Regions from separate parts of the Mus musculus genome. Here region 1 is linked to region 2. Evidence: chromatin contacts called from public Hi-C data. All regions are on one chromosome and are shown on one strand. The core of a region is the stretch at or near the end of the contact, and the rest is flanking DNA. Distances in the headings are between cores, read along the strand shown.

Region 1 (6,670 bases), core at 965-3,464, 82 kb before region 2:
GCCTATTCAGTGACATTCAGAATTGCCTCTAATATTGTAAGGGAGATAGTGAAAGAAATCAGGCATTACTATCTACTACATAGAGTTAGAAATTTCAGGGCAAGCTTAGCAAAGTAAGTTTAGAATTCTTATTATAGTTATGTATGGCAAACTACATTACTTATTAGTAGAAAGTCCCCCCCCACACACACACTATCACTTAGAATAAAAGCCAAGTTGCTCCCATATACAGGAATTTACAATGGTTTAGGAAGTAGATTGGGCTGTGGTTTTAGAGTATTGCATTATTCTTGAGAAGGTTAGCTAGAGCAGAACTCCCTAATTAGAACCATGACTTAGGCATGAAAGCCCTTGGCCCGGAGTGTAAAGATCTCACCCTGGCTTCTAAGAATATAGCTAACCTTAAACAGAGCTGACTTTGTCTCAGATGTTTTATTGCCCAGTTCCTGCCAGTCTTTGTGTTTGCATTTCTCTGTTTTGTGTAAGAGTTATTAAGCATCAGGTAACCTCATTGTACCTTGCTGATGTGTCACCTAACTTCCCTATTTTCTTCTGTATTAAAACTCTGGTGCTCAATTTGACAAATTACGTTCAAATACAGCACACTCCCTTGTGTCTGTATTTGTTTGTCGTTTCTCAACAACTCCTGCCCACCTGTCCGGAACCCTGATTTCTCCAGCAGATTGAGGGGGGCTGACTGAGACCAGTCCATGGCACCTGTCTCTGAAGGTCCAAATACACAATAATGCACAAACTTATTTATGTGAAAAAACAAAACCCCACTACCTCTGCAAAAATAGTATGGGAGCCTCTCTTCCCAGAGCTCTTTTGAAGACCCACTGAGGCCAGGCAAGCAGAGCTTTAATGTTTCCCTAAGTCGAGTGCAAGACCCAGTCCTGGGTGAAGGCACTAGGGATCTTTTGGTACCTGAGAGAGGCAGGATTACTGAGAGGATCCCAATTCCAAGACTGGGGACACGAGGTCTCACTAAGGTTAGGACTAGATCAGAGCTACAAAGACAGATCCCAGAACCTGCCATTTCATCAGCAGATGCAAGGTAACATCTAACTGAAGTCTACTTGTAGTGGAAAGTAAAAGTATGGAAAGAGACCCTCTGGGAGGGTCAGGTGAACAGAGTGGAAGGACCTGGAAAAAAAGGACAAAGATGGAAGAGAATAAGTTACAGTAATGAGCAATTTTTCAGCTTCCTGTAATTTATACAACTCTGCTTCAAAATGCAATGTATAATATGGAAAGATTTGAATATTGCATACCAAGCACAACTCCTAAACGTTTTTTTTTTTTTTTGCAGTGCCAGGCATTAAATTTTTTTAAAAAGAGGTTTCATAGTAATTGATTGCTGGAGATAAATGATTCTCGCTTTCAAAGAAAGCTAACTTGGAAAATGGCAGAAGAAATAAATGAACGTTTGGGAAAGTAGTGAATGGAATTCACCTTGTTAATAACTTTGCTAAATAAAATAGCCTTAAACATATTAGTTAACAATGGTCTCGAGACTGGATTTTAAAGCCCAAACCCAATTATGTGCTGAGTAACACAGTGCCTGACTCCACTTTGCGACCTCTATCTCCATATCTGGAAAAGCTGATTAGAAAGCCTGGGCACTTCCTGTCCTGGTGCCAGTGTAAGATCCAAGCCTCACAAGCTCACCCTGGCTTTAGTCCCAACAACAAAAGTCCTAAGCCACTGGCCTTTCCTTTCTGATTGAAAGTTTTGTCCTGTCCACCACACTGTGGCTAAGACTGCCACGCTGCATGTAAGAAGACTGTGCAATTTCTTTAAGGGAGGGGAGGTGTGGTTAGTATACATTCCCAGTAGAGACACACACAGTGGAAAAGAGAGAGAGATAATCCAAAGGCAGGAGACAAGTATACCAAACAGATACTGAAAGAACATGTGGTGGCTATGTGAATATCATGTTAACAGATACTGCAAGAAACAGCATTACAGGGTAAAAATAGGGTCCATTCTCCAATAAAACATGAAAGTCTTCAGTGTGGGTACACATAACCATAATCATACAGGCTTTGCATGACATGTTTGTTACCTCCCCCATAAACACACACACAGACACATCCCAAGATAAAGTTGAGTGTTGTTGTGATTTTCAGAAGTTCTCAGGATTGACATGGAAGGGAGAGAGAAGAGAGGCCAGAGGTCAACCACTGGCAGTGTGGAGCAACGGAAGAATAAGGCAGTCCATGGGACAAATGGGAGGTGGTATAGCATGGTCAGAGATCCCTAGAACAGAAGAGGGTGAGTTATGTATGTACATGAATGGCACCTGGACATCTATTTACTTTGACAATCTGATCCAAACTTCTTGTAGAAGATCACTGTATGAGCAGAGTAGTGTACATACAGCCTAATTTTCTAAAAAGTTCTCCAAATCATTTTGTTAATGTCCTTGACACTGAATATGCACTTTAACTAACAACTTTTAACATGATACCTTCATCTTTCAATGTTGATTAGGGCATCCCCACATTTTCACAAAATAGGGTGTTTCCAAGGCCAGGCTCTTTCAACCACTCCTAAATCCTGCAAGCATATGTCCCTAACAGGCTTCCTCAGCTTATCAAGCAGCAACTTGTTCTATTTTCCACCACAGTAGAATTTTATTTTATTTTTTTCTGAGAAAGCTTGCCCTACCAACAACCAGCATTGATCCTTTTCTCTTGTTCCATGACAGCAACCAGAGCCAACACCAGTCTTATTGACCTGAGTATTTCCCAGTGTCCAGCAGAGGGCAGCATAGGAATAAAAGAACATGGTTTCCTTCACAGCACCAAAGAGGCTGCTGGTATATGGCTGAGATGGTATAGATCCAGACAAGACTAGAAGCCTTAACACAAAGACACATTAGAAGCAAAACCTCAGTGTGGTGGTACATGTTTGTCATCTCAGCACCTAGGATGCAGAGATGGGAGAATCAGAAGTTCAAGGCCAGCCATGCCTGAAACCCTGACTCAAAACAAATATTAGAAACCAGTATCATCAAATGGGTTGGCTGTTTTCTCCAGAATATGTAGAATATGTGCTTCACAAGCATCTGAGACTGAAGATCCACAAGTTTCTAATTTCAAATCTTTGCATTTTATTTTACTATGGAGAAAACTACATTTTGGCAAATGTCTGATAAATGATGAATACTGTGGAGAGATCAAATGGACTTAGCATAGAAACGTTTGTTCCCAAAGTGTGGAGGAGACACTGAAGGAACAGCCATCCAGAGACTGCCCCACCTGGGAATCCATCCCATATACAGACACCAATTCCAGACACTATTGAGGATGCCAAAAAGTGCTTGCTGACAAGAACCTGATATACCAGCTCCTTAGAAGCTCTGCTAGAGCCTGACAAATACAGAGGTGGATGCTAGCAGTCAAACATTGGACTTAGCACGGGGTTCCCAATGGAAGAGTTAGAGGAAGGACTAAAGGAGCTGAAGGAGTTTGCCACTCCATAGGAAGAACAACAATATCAACCAACCAGACTCCCCAGAGTTCCCAGGGACCAAACCACCAACCTAAGAGTACACATGGTGGGACCCATGGCTCCAGTCACATATGTAGCAAAAGATGGCATTGTCTGGCATCAGTAGGAGGAGAGCTTTGTTAATCTACAACAAGTTGCTTGGTTATGAGTGTACATTATAATTGTATACTGGTTGAAAGATTTTGCTGGGATAGTTAAGGGATGGAAGAAAAAAATAAAGTAAGGAGTGGTGTGGTATGGCCAGAAAATCATAGGAGAGGCCCCTGGTTCTGTGAAACTCCGTTCCCCGGTGTAAGGGAATGCCAGGGCAGTGGGGTAGGAGTGGGAAGGGGGGAGGGGGTGCACCCTCACAGAATCAGGGGCAGGGGGGATGGGATAGGGTGGTTCTTGAGGGGAAACCAGGAAGGAGGATAACAGTTGAAATAAAATACATAAAACATCCAATAAATTTAAATTTAAAAAAAGATGAGACATATGGAGGTATAAAAGGATGAAGGGAACAGCTTACCTTTCTGGGGCCAGGAGCACTGTTGCCACTAAAATTCCTAGACAAGGCTATGCTAGGATACTCTTACCTAACTGTTTGGAAAGATAAGCACTTATCTGTATATCAGATCCATGCCATTGCCCCCAGTATCCCAGTGTGGAACCTCACTGAGCACTAAGACTAAGGAGGGATGGTTGAGATGGACCAGGCCAAGCGAGGGTGGAGAAAGAGTTAAAGGTGTTTTGAGGAAAAAGCAAACCCTTGGGGAGGAGCTGTGCAGTGTGAGCGGCTTCTGAGGTCCCTGATGCCAGTTGCTGGATAGATCTGGTGAGGAACACAAAGGCAAGAAGCCAAAGCTGAAAGAAGCCGCTCCAGAAGGAGATGGAATGATATTCCTCTGACTGACTCAGAGTTTTATATGGAGCCCTTAACTTTTCCTTTTCCCTTCTTCCCCAAGTGTGGAAAAAAAAAAACCAAAACAAAACAATACAAAACAAACAAACAAAAAAACTAATGAGGAAACCTAGGGCTTTCCTCCTCTTACTCAAGATTCAGAAAGCTCCCAGCCATATAAAAGTGCACTGGAAATTGTCCTTTTCTTCCCTTGACCCTCATTAGGACCGCCTTCATCACGACCATGAAGTTTAGCTGTGCTGAGTTTTCAAGAAATGTCAACTTTCCATGTTAACTTTGTTAACGATTCCTTGTCATCTAAAGGTGTGTTGTTCAATATTCACGAGTTTATGTCTCTTCTCTAGATTCTTTTGCTGTTGATTTCTAGGTTCGTTTCATTGTCAGATATAAAACAAAAAAAATGCGTCAGTTTTTTTTTTTTCTCATTTGTTAAGGTCTGCTCTGGGTATCGTATTATCTATTATAGAGGAAGTCTCATGAGCTGCTGAGAAGATTCTGGGCTCTGGAGTATTTGGATGGGATGCCCTGCAGAAGTCTCTTAGGTCCATTTGACTTATATTAATGTCATTTACCTCAGATGGTTCTCTGGTTTTAGGTCAAGGTACTCTATATAGTGGTGACAGTGGAGTGCTAATGTCACCCACTATAATTCCCTTGGGTTCAATCTATTTAAAACAAATACTTTTTTTTTCATTTAGAAACTTGTAGTGCTGATATTTTGGTGTATAAATGTTCAGAATTGTCACATCTTCATGATGAATTTTTCCCTTAATCAATATAAAGTAACCTTCTCTGTGACTCCTGACAAATACCAATTTGATGTCTTTCAGATGGGGAACAAAGAGAATTTCTTCCTTTCTGCTTCTACCTTCTTGAAAAGCCTTCTCCATCATTTGATCCTAGGCTCTCTTTGTCTTCCATGGTAACACTCACTCCTTGGAGGCAACAAACAGGTGGATCCCGATTTCTTTTCTATCTGATCTCCTAGTCTGCATCTTTTGTCTAGAGACTCTCGAGCATTATTATTCATGTCCATTTGTTGTTTTTGTAATGTTGGGTATCACTCCTCTTTGTTTGGTTCACTACTATACTGGTATAATTTATTCTTTCCTGTGGTTTCTTGGAAGTATTCATTTTCCTCTCCAGTGTGTAGGGATTCATTAGGTCTTTGTCAGTGTCTGCACGTTCTAATTCAGTTTCTTGTTATCCATTCCTGATAGTCTATCTCCTACTTGACCCATTGTATTAAAAAGATTATATTTGACTTGGGCTAGTTTCACATTTAACATTTTAGTTTCTTTTTTTTTTCATTATTTCTTATGAAATTTTTTTCATATGCACACTGAATTCCTTATTACATCCAAATGTTTGGGTGCTTTGTTAAAAATTAAATTATTTAGTTTTTATAATTCAATATATATTATGTTATCAAAATCCCCCAAGTATTCTTTTTACCTTCTCCATGTCCAACCATTTTAAAAATTAAAATATAATTACATCATTTCCCCCTCTCCTTTTCTCCCTCCAACACTTCTCATGTACTTCCATCCTTTTTCTTAATTTAATTGTTGAATAAATATACAAACACACATACACTATATATATACATATATGACATATATATATATATATGACTATGGAAGCCACCCCAACATCTGGATAGGCCCACCATGCCAATGTCCTAACAGCCACTTCAGAACATTCATCATTGGAGCTTAGTAATTGGTAGAGTTGAGAGGAACAGGGATATTATAGTGTGGACTGAGCTATAATTTGATCAGGTTGGGAACAGAATGGAAACAGGCTGTGGAAATATAGGTATTATATCAAGTGAAGGAAAATATAGAGGTGGGAATGTAGATAAAAAATGAAGCTAGGATGTTCTTATCATACTCGGGGCTTAAAGATGATTAAAGCATACAAAGAGGCAAAAAGAAGGGGGAATGGGAAAGAGTAAGAGAGAGGTGAGGTAGGGAAGAAATAGAACAGTAGACAGCCAACATTAGGATGGGTGTAAAACTAGAACGATTGGTCTTAAGATCTAACAAGAAACATAAAACTAGAGCAAAAACAGTAAGATATATTTATGAAAGAATAGAGATTGAAAAATATGATAACCAAACAAAAAGATGCTTGGTGTTGTGTCATGAGACTTTAATCCCAGAACTCAGGAGCTAGACATAGGCAAAATTAAAGGCAGCCTGATGTATAATTGATGCATACAGTGAGACCCAGGTATAACAAAGACAC
Region 2 (6,743 bases), core at 4,160-6,659:
GCATCACAGAATAACAGTGTATACGTAAGTGTTCTGGGAAGCTGTTTCCTCTAGTCTTGACCCCCCAGGAGCAATCTCTGTTCTTGTATTCCCCATAAAGAATAACTCAGGCGGGACCCAAGGGTAGATCAAGTAGTCAAGAGTTTAATCACAACAAACAAGGAAACAAGAATATACTCTTCATAAAAATTATGAGCTGAGCTGAGAAGAAATGGCCCAATCCCAGCAGACATGCAGCTCAGATCTCTCCTCTACCCACTTCCCCTCTGTCTTGCTTCCTCAAAAATGGCCATTTCCAGGAAGGAGGTATTTTCTTCTTGGAACTACATTCTACTAGGATTCAGACTGTTATGTGTAACTATATACGATGGAAGAACATCTATAGAAACTTAGTGCTTACTAAGGTAAGAGTAACAGTGCTCAGTCCACGGTGTCCTAGTGAGGAGTCCCTGATCCAGCTAGAGACCACTACCACGAATGTTCTTCACAATCTAATTTTGAACTTGTAAATGGTTTGTTTGGTTTGGTTTGGTTTGGTTTGGTTTGGTTTGGTTTGGTTTGGTTTGGTTTGGTTTGGTTTGGTTTGGTTTGGTTTTTATTTTGTGTGTGAGTTGATGTTGTTGTTTTCTAGCCAAAAGGGGTTGGCTATAAATCCTAGAACAACCAGACATCTTAAGAATCATACAATCCCAAGACTCTGCATGTATTCAGCCATCTCGAAGCTCTTCAAATGCTGGCCTTAAGCATATCCTTCAGATCAGAAGCCAGCCCTCACACAAGCACACTAGAACACTCAGAGCATTGGGTGGTACTAGAAAGTGTGAGACAACGTGTATTTCAGATACCCATGGGATGGTATCTGAATAGAGATACACAAAGCTCACATGGAAATGTGTGGGCACACACACACACACACACACACACACACAGAGAGAGAGAGAGAGAGAGAGAGAGAGAGAGAGAGAGAGAGAGAGAGAGAGAGAGAGAATAAGCTGAGCAAAAGTTTTAGAGGGGGAGGTCTCTGCAAACCAGGGCCTGCAGAATAGCAATCCAACACTCTATGTGAGATAAGAGGAGAATCTGATTTAATATGACTCAGTAGCTGAGTGTTGGTTCAAACCTGTAGAATCAGATCCTGAGCTGCTTATTTTAGGGATATTCAAATATTGTATAGTTTGAGGGAAAGAGGCAAATTATGTAGACACTCTTCTTAAAGAACATGTCACTTCTTTCATGAATATGAATTGTATAGATAGAGTACATGTGTCATCTTAAGGGCCTACGTGAGAATCTGGTATGGTCTTAGTCATGCACATAGCATAGATGTCACCTAGGCTATTAACCACCTCTGGTCCTGTTTGTGAGAGCCCGGGGAAGCAAGATGTGGCCTGACCCTACACATAACTCATAGGTCATCTGGACTACTAGGCATCTCCGGTCCTGCCTATAGGAGCTTGGAGGAGTCTTTGGCCATACAGATAGCTCAAAGGTCACCTAGACTGTTAGCCACCTCTGGTCCTGGTTTTGGGGGAGCTTGGGGAATCTTACAGAGAGGGCCGGGATTACCTAGGCTATTAGCCACCTCCATTCCCAGCCTTTTCAGCAGAAATGGGTTCTACATTCTTTTCCTTTGAAAAGACAGCCCTGTGTGGTTAACATACCTGGTTTCTCCAGTGCTGTTGTGAGTGCCCAGGACTTCTGTGCTCCCCCAAGGAAGGCATGTCTGTTTCCACTCATACAGTTCCATCCTGTTTCCACAGTCCTCCTCATGATGCAAAACAGTTAATGCAATGCTGAGAACTCAGAAAAGCAAGAAAGAACCACTAACAAGAGACAAATTAAACAGCAGAGGCAAATGCAGAGTGAACCTTACCACTATGAGAACTATGGGTGGGAGGAGTCAAAGGATCAAATGGAAAGCTTATATGGACAAGCGATATTGAAAGCAGCCCTGGGAAAGGAAGAGTATAGGCAGAGTATCAAAGAAGGGATTATGGGAAATTTCTCATTTTTATTTAATTTTTAAAAAATTTATACATCAATAACGTATTTGCATCATTTCCATTGTACTCCCGTTTCCCTCTATCTCCTCCCATGCCCCCTCCTTCTCAAAGTCATCACTTTGTCTTCTTCTTTATTTACTATTGTTACATATATGTGCACTGACTTGCTTTGTGTCAATAGGCTTGAATCACTTGAAGGAGAGAACCTCAGTGAAGAGAATGACCCCCTAACATCAGGCTATAGACAGACCTGTAACGCATTGATTGACAGAGGAGAGGCCCGCCTATCGTGGTTGGTGCTATGCATCCCTGGTCTGGATTCTTTAAGAAAGTCTATGGCTTGAATAAGCCATAAGGAGCAAGTCAGTAAGCAGCACTCCTCCATGGCCACCTTCCACTTCAGTTCCTGCTTCCAGGTTCTTGCCCTGTCTGAGCCTCTGTCCTGACTTCCTTTGATGAGGAATTGTGCTGCATAAGCAAAATTAACTCTTTCCTCCACAACTTGCTTTTGGTCATGGTGTTTCATCACAGCAACAAAAACCCTAACTAAGACACCATGTATGTATATATTAATATTTCTAATTATAGCTTAAAACCTACTATGCTCTTTTAATGTTGTTCTTATATGCCTGTGTTTAGGGACTATCATTAGATATTAGGTAACCCATTGGGGGCCTTCTCCCTGTAGAAAACTAATTCTCTCTCTCTCTCTTTCTCTCTCTCTCTCTCTCTGTCTGTCTGTCTCTTTCTCTCTGTCTCTCCAACAATTGCTCACCTGTAGCTCTTCTTCTAGGGGATGGGAACTATAAGATCCACCTTGGCATGTCAACTGCTGTTGTCACTGTGCAGGTCTTGTTTAAATGAGCATATTATTGAGATTTCATGAATTTAGCTTCCCTGTCGTGTCTAGAATACACTACCTAGCAGAAACTGCCCTGGTCCTCTGACTCCTACAATTTCTGGCCTTTCTTCTGTGATGTCACCTGACTTCACAACAGTTAGTTGTGTCTGGCACCCCACAATCATTTATTGTCTGCATCTTGACTATTTATGGGTCTGTGTAGAAAAGAAGTTTCTTTGAGAAACTTCTACTTGTCTGTAGATATAAGGATACATATTTAAAGTACAGTTAGAAAATATATTAGTGAGAAAATAGCAATAGTGGGTTCTTCTCCAGGGTCCATGCCCTCTTTAGCCACTGGTAGTTGGCTACATTTGCAGAACCAGACACGATTTCTCTCCTATTGAGTGGGCCATAAATCCAATTAGAATGTTGTTGGTTGCTTCCCAAGATGTAAGTGTTACTATTGCGTTTTGGGGGGAGATCTCACTGGACCAGTTATTGTTGTGGTTCACAGACTTTCAGCTGTGCAGGAGTATTGATCAGTTTTCTCCCTTGGCAGCCTGCACAGCTCCTTCAGTACTCTGAGAGTTAGGGTGATACTAGGCAGGGTCAGATCTAACTCAGTACTCCAAAGTCTTATGTCCAGCATGTGTGGTGTCCTCAGCGATAGGGTCTTACTTTCAACTTCTGGGACAAACAACAACAAGAGAAAAAACTTTTAAAGAAAAGTAAATGCAATGTTTTCCTTTAATTTAGTTCATTGATTATCCAAAGGGGGGGAAAAAACAATACCAGTGAACTGTGGGCTTAAGGAGTACATCATATCAAAACATATGACAAAAGGACCTAGGAAGTTGAATCAGAAGTTAAGAGCACTGGCTGCTCTTGCAGAGGGACAGGTTTAATTCTTTGCACCCACATGGAAGGAAGTTCACAACTGTTTAGAATGCTGGTTCCAGGAGATCCAACTTCTTCTACCACCATGAGCACCAGCCATGCATGTGGTACACATACATGCATGCAGAGATGTTAAGGTTTGGTCTTGCTCTGTATTATAATGCTAAGTGTGGACCCCCAAGACCTGGAGTCAGCACATAGACCCAAATGACCTTGCCTCCAAGTTATTTCTCATTAGTAAATAAAGTTACTTACTGCCAATAACTGGGCAGAAAAGACATAGATGGGGTTTAGAATTCCTGGGCTTGGGGTTGAAGGAGAACCAGGAGGAAAAAGAAGGAGAAGGAGGAAGGAGAAACCACCATGAGTTATGTGAGTCATGAAAATGTGGCCCTGGGGGCCAGCCAATTGGAGTTAAGAGCAGCTCAAATGAAACATAGTAAGAAAGAACTCAGGGTTGTGGATAGGAAATAGACTGTAGTAGAATAGAGGGTAGATGTCTGCCCAGCACTTGTGCTGTTTAAGGTTTATTGTAAGCATAAAGGTTGTGTGCCTTTTATCTGGAAACTGAATGATCAAGGCAGGGTAGAAATCTCCTATTGGGATTAAAAATGTCTACAACACAGGGAAAACACAATAGCAATGGGAGTTAGGGGAATAAATTATTATTATGAGGTTCTTATGCTTGGTGCAGTTGGCACTAGATTTGAATGCCATGGGTGTCCATGTGCTGAGTGCAATGCCAAGCTATGCCTAGTCTAGAACTCAAAGATGAGAAAGGTTTGTCATCTTCAGTAGGCAAGGAGAGCTTGGGAGTCATTTCCAAAGCAGTGTCCTCCCAGAACAAAGGAAAAGTGAGCACTTTATTCAGGGACTCCACACATAGTTACATAGGAATCACTTTAGAGCATGCTCAATTAAGAAGTACATTGCTTAACGTATTCAGTTGAAAAGCACATCACTGAGCATGCTCAACTAAGAAGCACACTATTATGTACGCTCAATTAGAAGCACATTACTGAGCATGCTCAATTAGAAGCACATTACTGAGCATGCTCAATTAAGAAGCACATTGCTGAGCATGCTCAGTTTAAAGGAGCTTCAAGAAGGAAAAATGGTGGGTGCATTTTGAAGCATGTTTCCTTCAAGGTCATGGACGGATATTTGAAAGATTATCATGGTGGACAGAAAGACATTGGCGTCTCCTCTGTCCCAGTCATGCAGGTAGCAGTCAGGAGTGCCCTTGGTGTACACAATATTCATCCAAAACGATTACCTGGAAAAAAAGTCTTCTTCCCTTAGGTGCTAATAATATTGTATTATCTGAAAGTAAAACCCACCAGAGTGCTGTATACCCATAATTAGCACTAAAGCCTCCTTAAAGAGGTATAAAGAAAAGTTCAATAGTGGAGATGAAATGAATCAAAACCTCTCAATCCAAAAGCAAATAGCCAAACAGGAAAAACAGAACAGCAACAAGGAGAAAAAGATTCAGAGAGATCTTAATCCACTCATAGCAGTGATTGCATGAAATTAGAATGCCTGATCACAGTCATCAAGAGATTTGTGAGACTAGATTTAAAAAGCAAGACGCAACTCCACCTTACAGAATACACAGTGTGCCTCTACTTTGTGACCTTTGACTGCCGCTGGCTTTTAGCCTGGCCGGTCATCTTCCTCTCTGGCTCCTTATCTGGAGAAGCTGATTAGAAAGCCTGGGCACTTCCTGTCCTGGTGCCAGGGTAAGATCTAAGCCTCACAAGCTCACACCAGTCCCAGTCCCAACCACAAAGTCTTAACTAAGACTTTCCTTTCAGACCTTGTTAGAGGTGATGATTGACAGGCCTTCCTTGCGCCTCAACTGAGCATGTAAAAAACAAAACAAAACCTCTCTACAGTGTGTGTGTGTGTGTGTGTGTGTGTGTGTGTGTGTGTGTGTGTGTGTATACACATTTATTTTTATACTTATATTTACAGTAGGAAGAAAGATTAAAAGGCAGATTGAGCAGTTATATTAATATTCCTTGAATCAGTTTTACAAAGGAAGGGGGACAGGTATCAGCACGTCAACTCACCAAGAAGCTACTACAATTACAATCCCAATGTATCTACAACAGCTAATAGCATCTCAGAGGCCCAGCTTAATGTTTGGGGGTTTGTTTTCCCCCAGGAGTAAGTCCTGAGTGCAGTCATTTCGGGGTGAATGGGGCAATAGTTGCAAAAGAACTGGGGAAGGAGTGGGAAAGAAACAGTGCTGGAAATCAGCTCATGCAGGGGTGGGTAGGGGCTTCTTACTGGAAACCGAGTCAGTCCCACTGGGGACCAATAGGAAGTAGCACAAAAAGAGACCCAGTGTTATTCCTTCAGCGGAGTTCAGAGGAGGGACATTTATACTCCAACCTCTAGTCCTGCTCACAGGTAGCCCTGTGCACTAACCCATGAGACATTACAGATGTTCATCCCAGGTGCCTACAGAGAGAAGCATCCTGGTGAGCAGGAACCATGAACATGAAGTTGAGCAGAAAATCAAAAATGTCCCCTCTCCATCACCGGATTCTTTTTTAAAATATTTTTATTAGGTATTTTCCTCATTTACATTTCCAATGCTATCCCAAAAGTCCCCCATACCCTCCCCCCCCACACTCCCCTACCCATCCACTGCCACTTTTTGGCTCTGGCATTCCCCTGTACTGGGGCACATAAAGTTTGCAAGTCCAATGGGCCTCTCTTTCCAGTGATGGCCGACGAGGTCATCTTTTGATACATATGCAGCTAGAATCAAGAGCTGCGGGGTACTGGTTAGTTCATAATGTTGTTCCACCTATAGGGTTGCAGATCCCTTTAGCTCCTTGGATACTTTCTCTAGCTCCTCCATTGGGGACCCTGTGATCCATCCAATAGCTGACTGTGAGCATCCACTTATGTGTTTGCTAGGCCCCGGCATAGTCTCACAAGAGACAGCTATATCTGGGTCCTTTCAGCAAAATCTTGCTAGTGTG

The links. A called contact is a pair of places that touch in the nucleus more often than the background predicts.
Region 1: a Hi-C map of the N1E-115 cell line shows a contact between it and region 2, with 22 times the contacts expected there. The contact joins two enhancer-like sites. A contact is called at or near these places in 2 of 39 promoter capture datasets (embryonic stem cells and hippocampal neurons), 6 of 15 datasets of contacts at CTCF or cohesin (CD8 T cells, the NIH/3T3 cell line, embryonic stem cells and 1 more), 176 of 484 Hi-C or Micro-C datasets (the AML12 cell line, the AtT-20 cell line, the BV-2 cell line and 81 more), 19 of 115 datasets of contacts at active chromatin or transcription factors (the NIH/3T3 cell line, PVALB interneurons, astrocytes and 7 more) and 1 of 9 other capture datasets (embryonic stem cells).

The regions. Positions count from the first base shown.
Region 1 is chr8:93,091,670-93,098,339 of GRCm38.p6, reverse strand. No RefSeq gene overlaps it. Among named protein-coding and RNA genes, the nearest start is that of Ces1b, 15 kb to the right of the region's middle. Within about 2 kb of position 2,214, at least 3 of the 459 cell types and tissues checked have an H3K27ac peak or open chromatin away from gene starts, as enhancers often do. A contact at or near this core is called in the N1E-115 cell line, where this site is marked.
Region 2 is chr8:93,013,272-93,020,014 of GRCm38.p6, reverse strand. No RefSeq gene overlaps it. Among named protein-coding and RNA genes, the nearest start is that of Ces1a, 32 kb to the left of the region's middle. Within about 2 kb of position 5,409, at least 7 of the 459 cell types and tissues checked have an H3K27ac peak or open chromatin away from gene starts, as enhancers often do. A contact at or near this core is called in the N1E-115 cell line, where this site is marked.